2 separate regions of the Mus musculus genome follow, and region 1 is linked to region 2. Evidence: chromatin contacts called from public Hi-C data. All regions are on one chromosome and are shown on one strand. Each heading gives the region's core, a stretch centred on a gene start, on an enhancer-like site or on the middle of the called end of the contact. The rest is flanking DNA. Distances are from core to core; before and after follow the strand shown. Region 1 overlaps Cntln (centlein, centrosomal protein). Region 2 holds the start of Cntln (centlein, centrosomal protein).

What was found. Hi-C and Micro-C count contacts between places; a contact is called where the count stands out from the background.
Region 1: a contact with region 2 is called in a Hi-C map of rod photoreceptor, with 1.9 times the contacts expected there. The contact joins the enhancer-like site here to the promoter of Cntln in region 2. A contact is called at or near these places in 2 of 39 promoter capture datasets (the C10 cell line and liver), 1 of 15 datasets of contacts at CTCF or cohesin (CD8 T cells), 2 of 484 Hi-C or Micro-C datasets (conventional type 1 dendritic cells and rod photoreceptor), 2 of 115 datasets of contacts at active chromatin or transcription factors (bone marrow-derived macrophages and large pre-B cells) and 2 of 9 other capture datasets (liver and pancreatic islet).

What each region holds. Positions count from the first base shown.
Region 1 is chr4:85,005,635-85,008,334 of GRCm38.p6, reverse strand. It overlaps Cntln (centlein, centrosomal protein), which reads right to left. Exons shown (of 26, transcript NM_175275.4): 12 at 1,811-1,930. Among named protein-coding and RNA genes, the nearest start is that of Cntln, 120 kb to the right of the region's middle. Within about 2 kb of position 1,309, at least 5 of the 459 cell types and tissues checked have an H3K27ac peak or open chromatin away from gene starts, as enhancers often do. A contact at or near this core is called in rod photoreceptor, where this site is marked.
Region 2 is chr4:84,882,983-84,885,682 of GRCm38.p6, reverse strand. It overlaps Cntln (centlein, centrosomal protein), which reads right to left and starts at 1,374. Exons shown (of 26, transcript NM_175275.4): 1 at 859-1,374. The coding sequence starts at 1,218.

The DNA of each region.
Region 1 (2,700 bases), core at 60-2,559, 120 kb before region 2:
ACCCTTGTTACTTCCCCCCCAACCAAAAAGCAAACAAACAAAAACAAAAACAAAATAAAAAGCATCCAATTTGTATTGCACATATACTCACTGGAGCATAGGCAAACTTCTGGTGGCCTGAGTCCTACCCACCCCACACCCTTGTCAGAAGCCATTAATAATGTAGCGCTACACTTTACCGTCCTGTCCTTATCACGATAAGAGTTTTCTTCCATGGCTTCCAGTCTAGGCTGTTACTTTTTTTTTTTTTGAGGAGGGGGTGCAGTTGTCATAGAAACCTTCTATGTCCCCATTTCTCAACTGTGACTCTGAAGTCGTCAATGCTACCACAGAAGTAGTTTCCTTGCCTTTGACAGTCAGAAAATCTACAAAGAATAGTATGTAATTGCCTAGGGCTGGAAAAGTAGATGGAAGGGTGGGTTGTATAGGCTAGAAGTAATAAAGATGTCCTAAAAATAACAGTAACTATAGATAGTGTAGAAACCTTTGGATAGGTTTTGAATTATATGTAATATGGGACAATTATATGGCTGATGAATTATATTTCAGTAAAGCTATTTAAAATCATCAAGAAATGTTTGAACCAAAAAAATTATGTAGCCTGTAAAATAAGTTTCATGTAAGAGACTTAGTTATTAGCATTTAATCTTCAGCTATAATAGAAAGAAACTGTACTTTAGGAGGTAAATGAGAATATACATTTAAATCTGACATGGTAATTTCCTCAAAAGTTTATCATTATATAAAAAGAATAGAGAGTTACACAGATAATAAATAAAGAAGCTTTCCGCTTACAGCTAAGAATAATCAATGACATTTAAGTACAATATGCCACATGATGTTAAATTGTACCAAACTAAACAATATCATAAACAACTGACTTAAAAACTTCACAATTCATATGTCAAAAATTCACTCTAAATGAAAAACCTAGTTAAATCAAAGAAGAGGCTAATTATATTGGTATAATCTTTCTTTTGTCTCAAAATAAAACAAGACAAAAAATTGTTCCTTCTTTGCCAAGCTGGCTGTAATAGCCCTTGAATTATAAGATCAAGCAAGCAAACTGTGTGTTTTCTAAAATATGAGTATCCTTCATCAAGTTTTATACTTAGGGCAGCTAAAAGACCTATGTACAGGATCAGCATTAAACCCAAAGGACAGGTAGTGCAAGGCAAGAAAGAGAGCAATTCCCTCGTGTCTTCTGCAGGTCACTACCAAGGACCATGTTAGCAGATCCACACCAGACCCTTAACAGGCAGTTCTGCTGCTACCAGTAATTAGCTTGGACAGCTCTGGCTCCAAGAGTAGCAGCAAGGCTACACCATAATGAGCTCAGCTGGGATTAGCAGGACAGGGCAGGGAACCAAGAGAGTTCAGGCATTCTGCATTGCGTATATATCTAGGAGATCAAACAAGGATGGCTGGCTAGGTTATCCCCTCTCCACCTCATTCCAAAAATGAAGCAAGGCAGTGTCTAAAATACAGGCTAATGAAGAACGACACCCTCAACAGATGAGAGCCACATTAATTAACACAATCCCTAGATCATATTATACGGTTTCTGTTAGAGCTAGCAAATGTGCAACTTGTTATTGTATGATTTTATATATATATATACATATATATGTGTGTATTTATATATGTATATATATAATATATGCACAAACATATATAATATATATATGGTCTTATTTATAAATCTCAGATAATTTCATTTTCAAGTTTTCAAATGTGCTTCTCTAATAGACTTTGAGCAACAAAAATAAATCTCAGATTATTTATACAATCTTGTTAAAAAGAAACTCACTTTTGAACCATCAACTCCTGGTTTTCTCTTTTGAAATATGCCAGTTCGTTCCACACAGCATCAGAGTCTTCTTGTCGGAGCTGGTGAGGCTCTGCTCGCTTCATTTGTCTGGATTCAGCCCTATTTTTAAAGTAAGAAACTGCACATTGAAAGTGGTATAAAAGTTTATTTATACATTCCTAAAAATTCATAACTATCTATGAATTGAGCCCAAATCTCAATTACTAATTTAATTTTACTACTTTCTAGATGACTTTCCTAATACCTAAGCATGTAAAAGCTAAAGTCCTATATCATAATTTCCTAATGCGAAATTGCTACCATGAAAAGCAAACTTTTAAGCAGACATATGATATTAATAAACCTAGGGGTTTATTTCTCTCATTTATTCTAGTATAATGGTAATAAAACATACACTGTAGGATTGTAAGTCTACAAAAAGAGACCACAGCAACTGATCCATGTAAAATTTGCTGACATCTGATCTGCATGTGGTAAAGATGCCCTATCACAGGCATGTTACTAATGTGTCAAAGAGCAGACTGTGCTCGGGTAGCTACACTGCAAGCGGGGTGAGCAGAGGTTAACGCCAGGGAAGGCTGCTTCATCACTGCTTTTCTGAGACATGATGGGAACCATTTCCCATTCATCAAAGGAAGAGGTTACAAGTGACAATTATCTACCAGCGAGGCCAAATGCCCTTTATAGTTTCATTTTCTGTACATGAAAGGAACTTCACTTTTAGTTTCTAAAAGTGCTGCACTGGCCGATTTAGAAACTACTTCTCTACAGAACAGACCAATGTGTATCATCAACAGCGCCCTAAAGGATCCATCTCAAAGTGGGAGGGAAGTAGATTTGCTATGCTCATCCAGTCCTTTGCCCTCTGT
Region 2 (2,700 bases), core at 125-2,624:
AGGTTTTACTAATCTAACGTGATAATGCTGCTCTGTTGATGCTGTCTCTGGTGTTGGCGGTTCCTAATTAGTGTCTCTTAAATACAGCGATTTTTTTCCCTTAAAGACTTGTAATTAACTGAATGAATTCTCAACATTTTTATTTCCTAACCCTATATGTGGTTAGAGCCAAATCTAAGGAGATGGTGGTGAGAAGGCAAAACCAATAAACTAACTAAATAAATAAATAAATAAATACTCTGCACTGAAGGACAGGCAAGCTCACCATCCCCAAACCCTCAAACTAATCTGGGAAGTAATGTGAGATGACTGCTCTAACAACTGCTTTCCTCTGGCACACTCACATGAAAGTACTTCACTATGGGATCACTGGAAGTTAATAAATGAATACGTAGCATCCTAAGGTTGTAGTCCCGTTCCCAGGGCTTTCTAAAAACTGTGGTTGTGTTTGGAACTTAAGTTTAACAAGGTAAGAACAAGGGTTAAGTGTGGGTCTGAAGTTTAAAAACGGGCAATTTCCATCAGTGGATTTTATTTTTCTGACACGGTCCTGTTTATTTCAATTCACGAATGCACTCCACTCGTGGGCACTGGGTATCACTAGACAGCACCAGGAACTTGGGCTTTGAGGAAGGAGCCTCTGGAGAGCATCCTATTAAAATCGAAACCCGGGTCTGCAGCGGGACAGAGCCTGCAGCCCAGACAGTGGGCAGAGGCAGGGCGTGGAGCCTGGAGGGCGCGTCCCGGGAGGGTTCACTAGGTGCCCCGGGCCGCGAGCATGAGCTCGGGCGGCGGTGATGGGCGGCGCTGCCCCCGGCCGGGGCCGTGGACAGGAAGGCCGGCGGCCAGTCCTGATACCTGACACAGGGCCAGCTCCTCCTTTAGGCTGCTCAGCTCTTCCTCCAGCAGCTGCGATCGCGTCGCCTTCGCCTCCTCCGAGGAGAGGCCCTCTGGCCACCAGGAACCCGCGGGCGCGCTGGCGACAGGAGCGACAGCGGCCCCGGCCCGCCCCGACCCTCGCCGTCCCCCTGACCCTTCTTCGCCCCTCCAAAGTAAGTCGCTTTTATCCGCGACGACCTCCCTCGCGGCGCCCGCCAGACCCGAGGCCTCGCTGCGCACAGCGTGCACTTCGGCTCCGCGCCCGACGCGCAGGGACCGCCGGCTGGACCGCCGCACCGGGGGCGGAGGCGGCGAGGAAGACGGCGAGCGCGCCGCCATGGCCGCGGCGCCTAACGGGTCAAGTTCCCGCTTGAAAACTCCACCTTCCCTTCCCCATCCTGGGGAGCCTGGCCTGCCGTCCTACGCATGCGCGGAGCTTTTCCCGCCTGGTCCGGCGATCGCGGTTCCTAGTGGGCTTGCCGCGGGCCCAGCTCCGAGCGCGGGCGGCTGAGCTGATCTGCGCATGCGCGCCGGGCCGGCGGAGGCTCGACCAGCAAGTTCATTGCTGGCGCCTCCACTGTCCCGAGTCCGAAGTGCCTGACTTTCCCGCCCTCCTAACGCCCTAGCTCCGCCGAGGGCCTACTTTACATCCCTCGTCTTAAAGCCTTCCTGACAAGCCCCCAGCCCCCAGTGATCCAGAACTGTGAATTCTTTCCTCCTCCAAGGCTTCTGCCAACTCGTTTTTCACGTTTCATTGACCGCCCTCAAGTGTTAGTTACCCCGCTAATCTCTCCAACGCTGTTGTAAGCTCCTTGAGGATCAGGGAATAGGTTTTAGAGTTAAGTGTTTTCTTCACACCCCTTGGCAACGCTGCCTTACGTGCGGCTGACATCTAACCGACTGAAGTCAAGGAGACGCGGAAAGCCTTGTGCTGAGCTGGGACTATCGAGCAGGCTTCCCACTTGAATTATGATCCTTCCTACACCCTTTGTCTTTTGTTTTGCAAGAGTCATGGTTTCCTTTGAGTCTTTATGTCAATTTCTTTATCCCTTGGCTGGATATCAGAGCAACTTTGTCCTACAAGGCCCAACGGCTTGGTGTCCTTGGACCGAACTAAAGTCAGCAATGGAGTCTGATGAAAGAAATGAGACTGACTCACTTTTTTAGTCTCTGGTCTTTTCTCACTTGCTTTGCTATAAACTTCAAAAACACAATAACCTTTCTTTGCCCTTAAGACACTTCCTCCAGAGTGCTAAACTTAGTGAACGCGCGCACGCTGAGCTGAGTTTCACAGAAAGATAGAATTACTTTTTTGTTGTTGCTGGTTTGTTGGGGGGGGGGTGTTTGTTTGTTTGTTTGTTTTGTTTTCTAGGAAAAGTTTACAGAATTCTTGGAAGAGATTTGAAGTAGGGATTGAGAGTCCCACCGTGAAGTTACCATTTTCAAACCATTTTTGCCTGTACTGAGTCGGCATGCCCGAAGACTGCCTCTGGTCATCCTTCCAACACTGCAAAGTGTATTAGAGAATTACATGTTTCCAGTGCATGTAGGGCTCGGGGCCATGATGGCTCAGCCCATGCAGTGCTTGCCGTGAAATCATGAATTCAATCCCTCAGAGCCCACGTGTGTTTTCCAAAGCCGGCTGCCATGATGTTGGCAGACCTGTAATCCCAGAATTTAGGAGACAGAGGCCAGATCCTGTGACTTGCTGGTCAGCTACTCTAGCCAAATCTGCAAGCTCCAAGATCATTAAGAGTCTCTGTCTCAAAAACTGAGATGGGGAATGATTGAAGGAGACGCAGGACCTCAGGTCTCCACACA